2 separate regions of the Danio rerio genome follow, and region 1 is linked to region 2. Evidence: chromatin contacts called from public HiChIP or PLAC-seq data. All regions are on one chromosome and are shown on one strand. Each heading gives the region's core, a stretch centred on a gene start, on an enhancer-like site or on the middle of the called end of the contact. The rest is flanking DNA. Distances are from core to core; before and after follow the strand shown. Region 1 holds the start of ppp3ca (protein phosphatase 3, catalytic subunit, alpha isozyme). Region 2 holds the start of otub1a (OTU deubiquitinase, ubiquitin aldehyde binding 1a).

The links. HiChIP or PLAC-seq counts read pairs in DNA pulled down with a chosen protein or histone mark.
Region 1: a contact with region 2 is called in an H3K4me3 HiChIP or PLAC-seq map of embryo, with 4 times the contacts expected there. The contact joins the promoter of ppp3ca here to the promoter of otub1a in region 2. A contact is called at or near these places in 1 of 18 Hi-C or Micro-C datasets (an unstated tissue) and 1 of 4 datasets of contacts at active chromatin or transcription factors (embryo).

What each region holds. Positions count from the first base shown.
Region 1 is chr21:32,035,348-32,042,193 of GRCz12tu, forward strand. It overlaps ppp3ca (protein phosphatase 3, catalytic subunit, alpha isozyme), which reads left to right and starts at 5,470. Exons shown (of 15, transcript NM_001198550.1): 1 at 5,470-5,737. The coding sequence starts at 5,683.
Region 2 is chr21:31,569,330-31,576,324 of GRCz12tu, forward strand. otub1a (OTU deubiquitinase, ubiquitin aldehyde binding 1a) reads left to right here and starts at 5,035. Exons shown (of 7, transcript NM_001002411.2): 1 at 5,035-5,104; 2 at 5,507-5,568; 3 at 6,929-6,995. The coding sequence starts at 5,059. cox8a (cytochrome c oxidase subunit 8A) reads left to right here. Exons shown (of 2, transcript NM_001303053.1): 2 at 3,029-3,400. The coding sequence ends at 3,139.

The DNA.
Region 1 (6,846 bases), core at 4,220-6,719, 470 kb after region 2:
CTTTTTAGTGAAGCTGACACACAATGCATCACAATATGGTAAGATGCATAAGTGTGCTCCCAGCAGGTGAGTGAACTTGACAACCACCTGTAGGACACAATCTGTCTTAATGCACCAGACAATTTGCTAGAAAAACTCAAATGTTCATATGCATTTTGTGTTTAAATGCATTATAGACATACCCTAATTATTTTCTCTATTCTTTTTTTCCACCTGGGGATACTCATCCCGAGGCCTCTAGAGATTGTGCAGCATTGATGTGATCCAAGACCTATGAAGAGATGATGCCAAGGTATCCATAATCCTGGAACAGGCCGTATCCTGAGCAGATGCTGCCGTGGTCATGGAATAGCAGAGACCATGAGACTGATTCCGAAAAGACCCCAGTGACTCCTGAAAGACCTGAACACCCACCAGTGAAATTCCTTCACCTGCAGCTTCTCCATGATGGACGTCCAGCATTCTTCAGCCTTGGGCAGCTACTGGAGCCCTGCACAAAAAGTTTGGCCAGAGGAGAAATGGTCATGCCCAACTGAGCCTGGTTTCTCTCGAGGTTTTTTTCCTTCACTTTCGTCAATTGGTAAGTTTTGTTCCTCGCCACTGTGGCCACTGGCTTGCTTGGTTTGGGACTTGATATAGGATGATTAGGATTAGGATTGATTAAGATTTGCTCTTCAGTGTTTGGACTTCCAGCAGTGAAATTTAAACCACAACGAACTGAACTAAACTGAACTTTAACTCTGAAAACTGGCTGATACAGTTTAAATTTACTAGAACTTCTTTATTAAGCTGCTTTGACATAATCTACATTGTTAAAGCTCTACAGAAATAAATATTAATTGAATTAAATTAAAAAGAAATTCTCAATGAACTGGTGCAGTTATTTATTTATTTGTATTTTTAGCACTTTCTTCATATTTAATTTGAATGTTTGAATTAATTAATTTACTTCAGAAGTTATTCTGTAACTGCATTTTATTTGTGTTTATGTCATGTTATAGTTCTTAAATTGTATTCATACTGGTCTTTGAGGTCTTAAATGAACTTGGGAACATGCAGAAACCATGTGATTTTCTCTTTTCAGTTGATCAGCCATTTTGACCAGCTTAATTCAGCTAGGACAGCAAACAGTTAAGTAAACTGCAAGATTGCTTGCTTAAAGATGCTGATTAAACAGAGTGAACAACATAAATGAAATTAAACTACTCCATCCATATAAACACAAATGCTCTAATATGTCAACAACAAAGCTCATGGAAGCCAAGTCTGCCATTTTAACCAATAAAAAAAAAAATATTAATAGCTAATGCTCTAGCTTTGCCAATACACAGATGAGGAGACAAAGAGGCCATTTTAAATGGATGTTAATGGAGGAAAGGCTTCACTTCGCTGAATGAGCTTTTGTGTAAATGGTTGAATTAGATACAAGTGTCAGGATCTGTCATTTTATGACTTTAGTTTTTACATGTTATGATTTTGTTCCACCTCTAGATGTCCTCAGTTCTCCCCATGTGTTGTATGAGTTCAGTAATTATTACGTGATTGTTTTCAAATGTGTCCTGTTATGTCATGTGTATTTAAGTTGACTAGTTTCCCGATTCTTTGCTCGGTTATTGTTGATGCTAGCCCTTGGTTATCGTAAGTCTTAGCTTGCTTTTCTAAAGTCTCGTCTACTTAGAGTTTTGGGCTACATTATCTTTTTTTAGTTTTTTTTGGATGTGTTTCTCCTGCTCTAGTTTTTGTCCAAAGATATTTTGCCTGTTCGCCTTTTTGTTCCTCTGTAAGTCCTTTTTATCTCTGCTTTTTTTTTTTTTTTTTTCTAATCTGGATTTTTATTTTTTGTAAATCTCTCACAGTGCAAGTAATGTCTTGTTGTAAGGTTCATTGTCTGGCTCAGTGATTAGCCTTCAGACTCTGACACTGGAGACCTGGGTTCAAACCCTGTCTTTGACAAATAGCGTATTCGCTAGTTTTGCCCTTAGAATACTGCACTTTTTTTGGAAGTAGACTAAATTCTCAACTCCCCAAGAGTTAAACAGTCGAGTTGTACCATTTCTGAATCCATTCAGCTGATCTCCAGGTCTAATGCTGCGACCTCTTAGTTTAGCTTAGCATAGATCATTGAATTGGGTCAGACCATTAGCATGTCTTATCCAAAGATTTATGCTAAAAGTGCTCCCACCAGGCCCAGTAATCGGCTGCATAAATTCAGAAGTGGTGCAACTCAACGGTTTAACTTTTGGGGCAATGTAAAAGAGCCTATTTCCAGAAATATATGCAGTGTTCCTTTTAACCAGCAGTTTGTAGATTAATTATTTTTCAAGTTTATGGCAGAAAAAATATATAATTTACTACGGAAGTCACTGATAATTTTGTGACAGGATTCATAGCCATATCCCCTGCAGACCAAGACCTATTACTCCCTGAAGCCAAGCAGAGCTAAACCTGTTTAGTACCTGGATGGGAGAACACACAAGAAAACTAGGTTGTCAACCTGCTGTCTGTGTGAGTCCTAATACCCCAGTATAGCAACAGGGACTCTATATGATGAGGCTATGGCAGGGCAATCTTTTGGATGAGGCATTAAACTGAGGTTCTGACTCTCACTGAAAATCCTATGTCAGTTCTTGTAAAGGGTAGGAGTGTAAATCTGGTTTCTTGGTGCCAGATTTCTCCCCTTAGCTCTTACCCATCATATTCTCATAACCCTCACCATTCACTGAATTTCCTCTACCACTGTTACGGTCACCCATTATATGCAGCTGGTGTGTGGTTCATGCACTGGCACCATTGTCCTGTGGTTCCTGTTGCATCATCCAGGTGCCGACGCATAACCTTGCACTGCCCCTCATGACTATAAAGCTCTTTGGGTGTATGGACATTCACAATATATGTGATATAAATGCACATTACATTACACTTCACATTAATTAATTTCTGCAAACAGAGTCAGAAAGACTTTTCTCTCTTTATGATGTAAAGGCTGTAATGTGCTATAAAATGCACATATGATCACATACTTTGTTTTCTCAAATCTATAGATTTGCTGTTCCCAAATTCAGAAATTGCACAAATAACATTTCCTGGTGTTCACATATGTAAGTGCTTGCAAATGAATGCAAAGCAATGTACATTTTATATAAACAAATATAATAAAAACATTTAATAAATAAATCTAGCTTTATAATATAAATTTATTTAAAATACTCTGTTCACTTTAACCCAATTTTCACTTTTTGCACTTTGGGAATTGAAGATACAGCAAGGATCCATTATTCCGAAATATAATATAATATAATATAAATGTTTATCCTCACTGTATTCACAGCTGTTTTAACATATCAGAGAAGAAAGCGTCTGATTAGCAGTGTGGATCTATGTTCCACTAGCTCTCCAATTCAACTCCTCTCTTTGACTGCTACATTAAAAAACACATTTGCTACAATCATTTCTGAAAAATATTGTCCCTTTGTCTTAGTTCATGTGTCACCATTTTTCATGACTTGATATAAATGATTTGTGCAGAAATGACGGTTACAGTATTTTTTGTATTAGCATATTATTTTTGAAAGATATAATTATTTTTTACAATTTCACAACATTATTTGTACAAAAAATCACTTAGTCATATTGTCTTCTGTAATGTTATATTTGCATTTTTTGCAAATATAAAATGTTTTAATGAAATTGAAAAAAACTGTCACTGTAATTTAGAATATATATATATATATATATATATATATATATATATATATATATATATATATATATATATATATATATATATATGTATATTAAAGATTTAATACTGAAATGCCATATTTACAATACGATAAGTTCTGAATACTCATTCTGTAATTTGCCTTATGTTGTCATTTCTTTATTTATTTTTTGTAAATTATCAGATTTTTTCAAATAAATAATAAAAGGCAGTTGGTATAGAAATTACTTCTACAACTATTTTTATTTAAAGCAGCAACTTTTATAGATAATACAGCATGTTTTAGAATAATTTCTTCATTATGTATATTTTTTCACTTTGCATTCTGTAATGTTGTCTTTGGTAAATTAACCTTTTTATTAATTTCATTTACTAATCAGGGGTGACCAGGTGGCTCAGTGGTTAGCACTGTCGCCTCAAAGCAAGATGGTCTCTGGTTCAAGTCCCGGCTGGGTCAGTTGGCATTTCTGTGTGGAGTTTGCGTGTGTGCATGTTTCCTCTGGGCGTCAAAGACATGCACTATAGGTGAATTGGGTGAACACAATTAGTGATGCAGGAGTGTGTGTATTTCCCAGAACTGGGTTGCAGCTGGAAGGACATCTGCTGCGTAAAACATATGCTTGAACAGTTGGCAGTTCATTCCGCTGTGGCAACCCCAGACAAGCAGGGACTAAGCTGAAGGAAATTTAATGAATGATTGAATAATCTGCACAAACGGCGTAGAAATGACTGCCACTGTAATGTTTCTATTATTTACTTCATATGGGCTCACTGAATATTACTTCAGTCCTAATTTTTCTGTCAGTTTACGTTCCCTTTTTTGGCAAATTATCAGCTTTTTAAATTACCTACAATAAACGATGCTAGAGTCATCTGTCCTGGTAATTTTTGTCCCACTAACTTTTATTTACAGATAAACTGAAATCCCATAAACTGTTTTTAAAAAATATAATTTTGCCTTATGTTATATAATTTTTTTGTAAGTTTTGTAATAAGTAAACAATAAAACATTGAGTGTATAATTGAAGCTATTTTATACAGTATCTTTTTATCAACAAAATATGCACTGCAAGGCTAATACAAAAAAAATTTCAAAGTTTTTTTTATCATTCTGTCATGTCACATTTAATGTAATATTTTTGGCATATTTTACATTAGAGATTGTTGTCAAAGTAATATTGTACTTTAAACTTTTATTTAAATGCATAATAAAACGACACATTTACTCCAACAGCCATTATAAACCAAATGTAAAAAAGCAGTCAGTAAATTTGCTTAATGCCTTTTAAATGACAGTTTTGTCTAATTCCAAGTTTTGTAGCTTACTGAAGCACCATTAACCATAATTGTGGTCATTATCCACAATTTCCGTTTAAATGAGCACAGCAACTCTGCTTATTTGTCTATAAATAAATAAAAAAATCTCTCAAATAACAGTTTTGGGCCGATGCCACACGCGGGACACCGCCACGTACACTCGCCCAGACCTGAGTGGCATTTCAAATCGATCATCCATCGTCTGCGTCCTCGGGAAAGCCCTTCATCTCCACCTGATGGCAGCATCACGCAGCCTCTTCTCGCGGGTGCGTGGGAGTTCCCTGCTTCGCCATGTCGGGGTGGTGCAACGCGCTGAAAGGATCTCCCGATCTCTCTCTCTCTCTCTCTCTCTCTCTCTCTCTTTCTCCCTCCACCGCCTCCACCCCATCAGCAGCACCATCCTCCCACTCACGACAGTCTCAGTCTCAGCAGCAGAAGAAGCATCGTCCTCCTCCAACCTCTCCAGGCAACAGCAGCAGCAGCATCAGCACCATCATCATCATCCGGCGGTGAGACACGGAGGAGACGCATCCGAGTGATGCCACTGCACCAACCGCATCTCGTCACCGCGAACACACGCCGAGAATAAAGCGCTTCTTCTGCGAGGAGGGAGAAACACATTCGCCTGGAGACATTCACTGCCCATGAAGATGTCTAACGCCGACATGGTCTTGAACTCCACCGATCGGGTAGTGAAATGTAAGTGAATGGCGCATATTTCCCTACCTATTTGCTTCTTACCTGGGTTTTTTCTTTTGCGATGTCGCGCCGTACTTATATAGGGCTACTAATGCTAATTAAGACGCATCGGGCGCGTTTGTTAATGTGATCGGTTTACGTTCTGGATTGAAGTGTTTATGATTTTGTCTTTGCTTTGGATTGGTGTTAATCGAGTCACAGGCAGGTAGGTCGGGGGAGACGCGTTAAATAAGGCAGATCCAGTGGAGGCGGTGATGCAGCAGGATTTTAGGTGGCATCACGCAGCCCTTCCTGTATTTTCTTCATAGACAATGGAAGCAATAGGGGTTTTCGGCGCGTATCTGAGCTGTTTGCTTTCTCCAGGGAAGCCTCTGAGTCTGAAGGTAAATCATTCGAGCTGGGAACTGTCACGCCCCCGTTGCGTCTGATTGATTTTCTCGCATTTGCTGGTCACGTAGCGCACATTAATATTCGCGAGTGTTCATGAAAGCGGAGATCATTGAGACAGAATATTAGCGTCATGGTGCTGTATAGAAACTATACGTCATTTTAATTAAAGGTACGTTCGGTCATTTTTTTGCTTTAGCAGTATTAATGTCTAAACGTAAACTATGCACGTAAGTAGTCTTACTACAGAAAATACAATTTTATTCAACCCAGAGGGTGGCCACCATGTTTGGATCACGTGATCGTTTTTGTTATTAGTTTGAAAGTAAAAGTAATCTCAAAACATGACTTGCACCATAATTTAATAATAAAAAGAAGACGGACAAAACTACTCATTTAAGCCCAAACTGCTGGTCAGTGAAGCCAACATTTTTTTTTAATCATTTTTATTTGTTTATTAATACAATTGGTCACACAACCTTTCAAAATACTTTATCTGACTCACACACATACACAGGCATTTTAATGTGTATGCATTTCAACAATTTGTATTATTTCTCCCAGGCTACAGAGGTTCATGCATAATCTCTCGATATATTATATCCCATACAAATGTCTTTATTCTTGATGATAAATTTGTACGAATGTACTTTGTATTCTCTTTGCACAATCCCTTATCTTGGTAGGCATCCACAGCTGTTGCTGTAGTTTGCACATATTTT
Region 2 (6,995 bases), core at 3,785-6,284:
AATAATTACTAGGGGTAGAAATCTTAAGGGGACTTCAAGATCTAATCTTATTCTGTGGGTCACGATCCGATTCCAAAAGTGATTCCTAACTTATCTTTTTCCAATTTCTTCTGCTGTGCATAATATCTTTACAACTTTACATTTTAATCAGAAGTAGAGTTTCTACGTATACTTTTGTTTAACAATTGGAATCTCTTTATTACAGTACTGTCATCTTAAATATCATTTTAAGAATTATTCAGGATTAATAAGCTCTGAATGTAATTAAGCCAACTACTAAAAAAAAAAAACAATAACAAAAAACATTCCATAAAAAAAAAAATATTTATTTTGCAAGGGAAAAATAGCATAACAATTTTTTAACTCGTTTATAACATTAAGAAAATGTTAAAGAACACTGAGCTAGGGCTGGCCGATTAATCGAAAAGTAATCAAAATGTAATCGAAATCGACATTGAGAACCTATAATCAATCTCATTTTAAATTACTTTTCCTACCGTGTGTGGAGTCACATGACCCCGATCTATTAAGCCATCCGTTATACTTCTGCATCAAACGCATGTGTATGGTCCAGTACAGCCCTCGCACAATCACAGTGGAAAACACACAGAAACTGGATACAGTAACATAAAAATACGCTGCCAGCCAGTACATCGATGGAGTTATTGCAGAGCAGCACAAACAGCATGCTCAAGTGTAAATGCATGGCTATATGTAAGGCATCACTCGACGCAGAAGAATGAACCAGCCTGTAAGTAAAGCCTTTAAGGCTGATTTATACTGCTTTGGCCACTTTGCAGCCACAACTGATCTCTGGTCAAGTAGGACGATGGACCCATTCTTAAGCCTTACTTTGCACTAGATTGAAGATGATTGATAGCTGCGCCAGAAATGTGTTGAGATGGCATATTTTCCATTTTATAAGAAAAAAGTAATTGTTGGGCAATGTATTTTGATTTCATCAACGTTGATGTTCAATAAATAATCATAGTATGACAGTTTCCCTGATGAAGGCAGTTCCTTGCCGAAACATGTAGGTTTTTTAAGGTTTAGCGATGTGAACAAAGGCTTTTTAAATATTCCACATTTTTCCAGTGCCTCGGACTGATTTCGGTTGTTATTTTGGTGAATCCCTTACAAAAAGAGCACCGACAAAATATTTGAGCTACCCCTGAGTACTTTTTGTTTGGTTTTGGATAAATAATCATAGTAGTTTTTGTTTCCTTCAATTATTTTAAAAACAAGTAATGCACCCTTCATTCAGAAATATCTCACTTGTAATTTGTGAGCATATTTACTTTGTACAAAACTTGTCAGTGAACTATGAAGGCATAAAAAAAAATATATATATATATAAAATAACCGCTCATTAATTTCAATCGAGTTAAATTGTTCAATTAATCCTGTCCACATCTTGTATCCTGTTTGCATTCTTTAGTGATTATAAATCCATTGGGCATAATGGACGAGTAGCACAGCATGGCACCACTTTCGGAAGGAATGCGGCCACAAAACAGATCAGAAGCACTGTCTGTAATTATCCATCTGTACAAATAAAGCAAATTCTGCAGCATGCATATGTGGGCCGATTAGCCTTTTGTTTCTGTTTAGAGCAGGTGCCAGCACAGGCCCAAATTGTTGCAACCAATCAACATAAAACAAAACTAATTTGAATACAGAATCAATTCTGAACTCGTGAGAATTGATCCAGAATCATTAAAAGAGAATTGCAATGCAACTATTTTGCAAAGCATAAAAACAAAGGAGCATTTAGTACTTTTTGTCCCACAGTAATTGTCTTTCACCATGGAGAGGTTCATTTATGCAAATATGTCTGATAATCTAATTATCCATATTGTTGCAAGTATTTGAGAAATGTTGTGAAATTTCACCTAGAATCTTTATGCTCTGTTTTTGTTCATGTTCTTATTTTGCTGAATAATAACCAACCATGGCACACTCTTTAGCAGATTCTACATGTTGAATCATGCCAACTTGATCCAACATTTAACCCGTCAAGAGATGATGTGTGAAACACACCAAACTAACTGGCTGGCCTGACAAAGTCCAACGGCCGACTGTCAGCTTGGTGTGTCCCAGCCTTTACACACACATAGTATCATCACCGTTTTCAACGATTCCCTTTTTGAATGTTTACACAGAAAAGATAATGGCATAATTTTTAAAAGCACTCTTTAAAACCTGTTTTAAGTTCTCAAAATGCCATTGCCATGTAAAAGAATGGACAAAACTAGGACTGAATGATGTATATCAACATAAAATCATATTTGCAATTTTGCAAAAGCTGCGAATGTCTTGCACATCATGTGAGGAAAGTATGGTGATGTGAAAATGTACTCCAAAGGTGCGCTCTCCCTCATGAGTTACACCAACCAACCAAATATGCCCCCAAAAAACAAGGAAATAACACTCAATGGTAAATCTTTGTAGCGCAAGACAAACAGAACATTAAACTGCTTTCATTTGATTCAACGGGATTGACCACAACAACATATGCTTCAGAATCTGCAGCATCTGCTTCGAATGCTATTATAAAAAAATGTTGCACGCTTTATTCTGTGTAAGAAGCCACATCATTTCACAGAATGACTTATTTCAGAACTTGACTAAAGCTATTAAATAGGTTTGCTAAAAGTGGTAAAAGTTTTGGTATATTTATTGACTATTAATCACCAAGTAACACAGTATTAGTTAAACATCTTGTCGAATGTTTTTTTGACAATAGTATTAGATTGTCTGAAGGAGGTTAAATAAAATATATATATATATATATATATATATATATATATATATATATATATATATATATATATATATATATTAAAGTTTTGGGGATTAAAAAGCCTTAGCTACAGAATAAATGTTTAATAAATAAATTACAGCTCAATTCTGTAAACTTGACTAGTGCATATGTTGTAATAATCTTATATGACTTCTATACTGGAAATTACAGTGAAAAAACAATGTGTACCAGCCTAACACCCACATTTATTGTGTGTTTCTACAGGAGACAACAGCCGCTCTGGCCATATTCACTCTGGCCATCCTGGGACCAGCCGGATGGGTTCTGTCCAACCTGGAGAACTACAAGAAGAGGGACTCGGTCGAGTCTGAGTGATCCATCTGTCATGGACTGAAAGCAGTTTGTCCGGTTTTATCGCTTTTAACATGTCGGGACCACCATCGCACAGATTTACCTGCACAACTTCTCTTCTTTGAGGCACCCAGCTACCTCTCCATTCCTCCAGACACTCCGGTCTTCTTTACGCTGAGCTGTTTGCTCCTTGTTGTCAACTGTTTAATAACATAGAATAATGGGTGTGTCAATTCTCTCAACCTGAAGCTGTTACATCTGAAATAAACCATTATTTAAATCTTACATTATCTTTGGCTCTCATTTTGCTTTTACTATTGACAGTAGTGGAACTAAACACAATATAATGCACTTTTTCTAACTAAGAAAATCCTGTTTGAAAGCTATTTATTTAAGGTATATTTGCAAGGCTTGTGCAACAAATATAAGTTAAATGTTAGAAACAGTCAACAAAACTTTTGGACCTTTTATCAGAAGTGCTCACAAAAGCATTTTTACATTTAATGAAATAATATTAATAATTGTGTGATTGTTTTGATTTCTTGTTTGGTCTGGTACCGGGTCTGTGATGTCATTTACTTCTGCATTCTTTAAATTTTAAAGGTCCATACTGGCCCAATACCCTGGTTCTATTCTCTTATCAGTTGGAAAAGAATAACTTTTACAAAGATTATGATCGAGACATATTTCTTTTTTTCCTATGATTACTGACACGTGCAGGAACCACCTAAATTAATTACAGAAACTTAGACCACACAGAACCTAAAAGGTACTCTTTCAAATTTGAGTTTACAAAAAAATAAATAAAAGCGCCTCTTTTTTGATGTGGTTTATTATAACACAGACAAAATATACAATTATTCTATTCACTTACAACAGTGTTTTATAAAAATTGAAGGGGCTTTCTTTAAAATGATACCAAACTTTTGTATTTACACCTCTGCATGTGAATTTGGGTAGCTTTCAAATTTGGACAGGCGGAAAGCCCAAAACAGCACTTGACTTTAAGAAGTTAACACAAATAAGATGCGTTTGGGCATTTTATATTCACTTTTGGGCAACACAGTGCACAATACCATCGTTTGATGTCAGAAGAGTTCAGTAATCAGTGTTTGGTAGACACTAGGCATGGGCCGGTAAAAGATTCTGACGGTATGATAACCTTGAACCTATCACTATTTTACTTGATTGTGATTACTGCTTTAAAACATTCTTTTAAAATGTGTAGTTAAAAACAAAAACCTTTTCCCCCTTTTACCACAATATATTTTATTTCGAGAAACATTTCAATTATTTTGGAGCAATGAACATGTCAGGCTGAATCATTTAAATCAATCATTTAAGTCAGCTGTCTTCAATAGTTTCAAATCACATTTTATTACCATTTAAAAGGGCTTCTTTTGATTTTTTTTTCTCCTGAAGATACTGTTGTCCTAAAAAAAGTAAATAAAAATCTTACACATACCTTCAGAACGGTTTGCAGAAAGTTTGGGCAGTTTTAAAACCCTTTTCCAAAGCGTGGTAACAGTTATGTTGAAAACAGTTATCGTCCCATGCCTAGTAGACACCAAATCACAATTAATGTACATTTATTTTGTTATTCTAACCAATTCTTTTTTAAAAGCTCCACATATATGAACATTGTGTAAACTGAATGTTAAAAAACAATATTAAATAATATTCAGAATTTAGTTGTTTGTATATATTAAGCCTTATTTTAAAGACGCTTAGAAAATGAGTTTTTCTCTAGGGCCTTATATGTTTACTTGGTGGTCATTCTAAATTATTTGTAACAATGTCGAGAAATGTACTTACATGTAGCTTTTACAAGAAAAAAACAATGTTCGAAACGTGCGTTCAGGTAAAGTTTGTTGACCGGAAGTCGATTCATCTCAAGCGGTGCCTGTCAATCAGGTGACCGGAAATGACTGTTCAGCTGGAACATGGCGGAAGAGCAACAGCAGGAGATCTCTCAAAAGGAGGCTGATGGTGAGAATATTAAATAAGGTTTAATTGCGTTTTGGCCAGAATTGATTTTGATTCGTGTCGACTTGCACATCCTGGTGTTATTTTGAGTTGGCGGAGGCGCATAAGTTAAGAGACGAGCAGTTAGCGCATTGCTATCCTGCTAATAACAATAGCAGAGGGTTCATTGTTTATGTTTCAAAGCAGTTGTTTTTGCTTAGTCAGTATAACTGTTTAACAAACAAATGTGTTTTTCTTGTGACACATAAACATACAAATCAATTGCACATGGAAACAAAAGCAGAAACATAATTACGCTCGTATTAACAGCGATAAAATTAAATATTTATTTGTTTGCCTGTTTTGTCAATGCATCGATATATTCGTCAATATCATCGGCTTAATGTTTTTTTTTTCTCTTAACAGGGCTGAATTGTCTCGCATATGATGAAGCCATTATTGCACAGCAAGATAAAATTCAACAAGAGGTAAATGTGGTGTTCAATTCTGTTATGAAATTTGACATGTTCTTAGGGTAACGTTAATATTGATGGTTTTGTTTTGGTACAGTGGAATTTGTGTAAGTTCGAAAAAATATATTTTATTAAAACCTTCAGAATAAAACAGGATTTATGTACTTCAGGAAGGCAACATGCCCGGGCAACATTTGTTATTTCCATTTAGTTTGACTTGAAGTAAGACTAAAATAAAAATGTGTAAAAATGATATCGAGACACTTTAACATGATAAAAATTAAAATATTTATAATACATAGAATAGTATTTTAGTTATTCCAAAATGGATAAAAATAAACGTATTTTAAGACTATGACTTGAAGTAAAAGTGGAACAAAAAACTGTTAAAAAAAAAAAAAAAGATATTTAACACATGATAAAATAAAAAATATTGTAATAGTATTTTAGTTATACCTAAAACAATAAAACTAAACATATTTTAAGACTATCACTTAAAGTAAAACTGAAATAAAGATGTTTAAAAATTATATTGAGACATTTAATGCATGATAAAAATATTATTAATACATATAATCGTATTTTAGTTATGCCAAAATAAATAAAAGTAAATTAGACTATCGCTTGAAGTAAAGCTGAAATAAAAATGTATAAAAAAATCAAAACATTTTAACACATGAAAACGAAAATATCATTAATATGTATATTATTTTAGTTATACCTAAATAAATGAAACTAAATATATTTTAAGACTATGACGTGAAGTAAAACTGAAATAAAGACGTGTAAATATGATATTGAGACATTTTAACATGATAAAAATGAAAATATTATTAATACATATATTATTTTAGTTTCACCTTAATAAATAAAAAGACTTGAAGTAAAACTGAAATAAAGATGTGTAAATAAGATATTGAGACATTTTAACACATGATAAAAATGATAATATTATTAATTTATACAATAGTATTTTAGTTATACCCAAATGAATAAAACTTAATATATTTTATGACTATGACTTGAACTAAAACTGAAATAAAGATGTGTAAAAATGATACAGGCATTTTAACACATGATAAAAATGAAAATATTAATAATACATATAATAGTATTTTAGTTATACCTAAATAAACAAAACTAAACATATTTTAAGACTATGACTTGAAGTAAAACTAAAACTGAAAATGTGTAAAAATGATACAGACATTTTAACATGATAAAAATCTAAATAATAAAAAGAAAGGAATCTAAAGTTGTTGAAACCCTGCTTATTTCTTTCATTTCAGCCCATTTACACTCACTTGTTGTACATATTTTGCTTACTCATTTAAAAAGTGTTTCAAACTGTAACCCATCGTGAATATCATTGCAGATAGCAACCAGCATTTCTCTGGTGTCAGAAAGACAGGAGTTATCTGTGCTTAAGCGAGAATATGCTG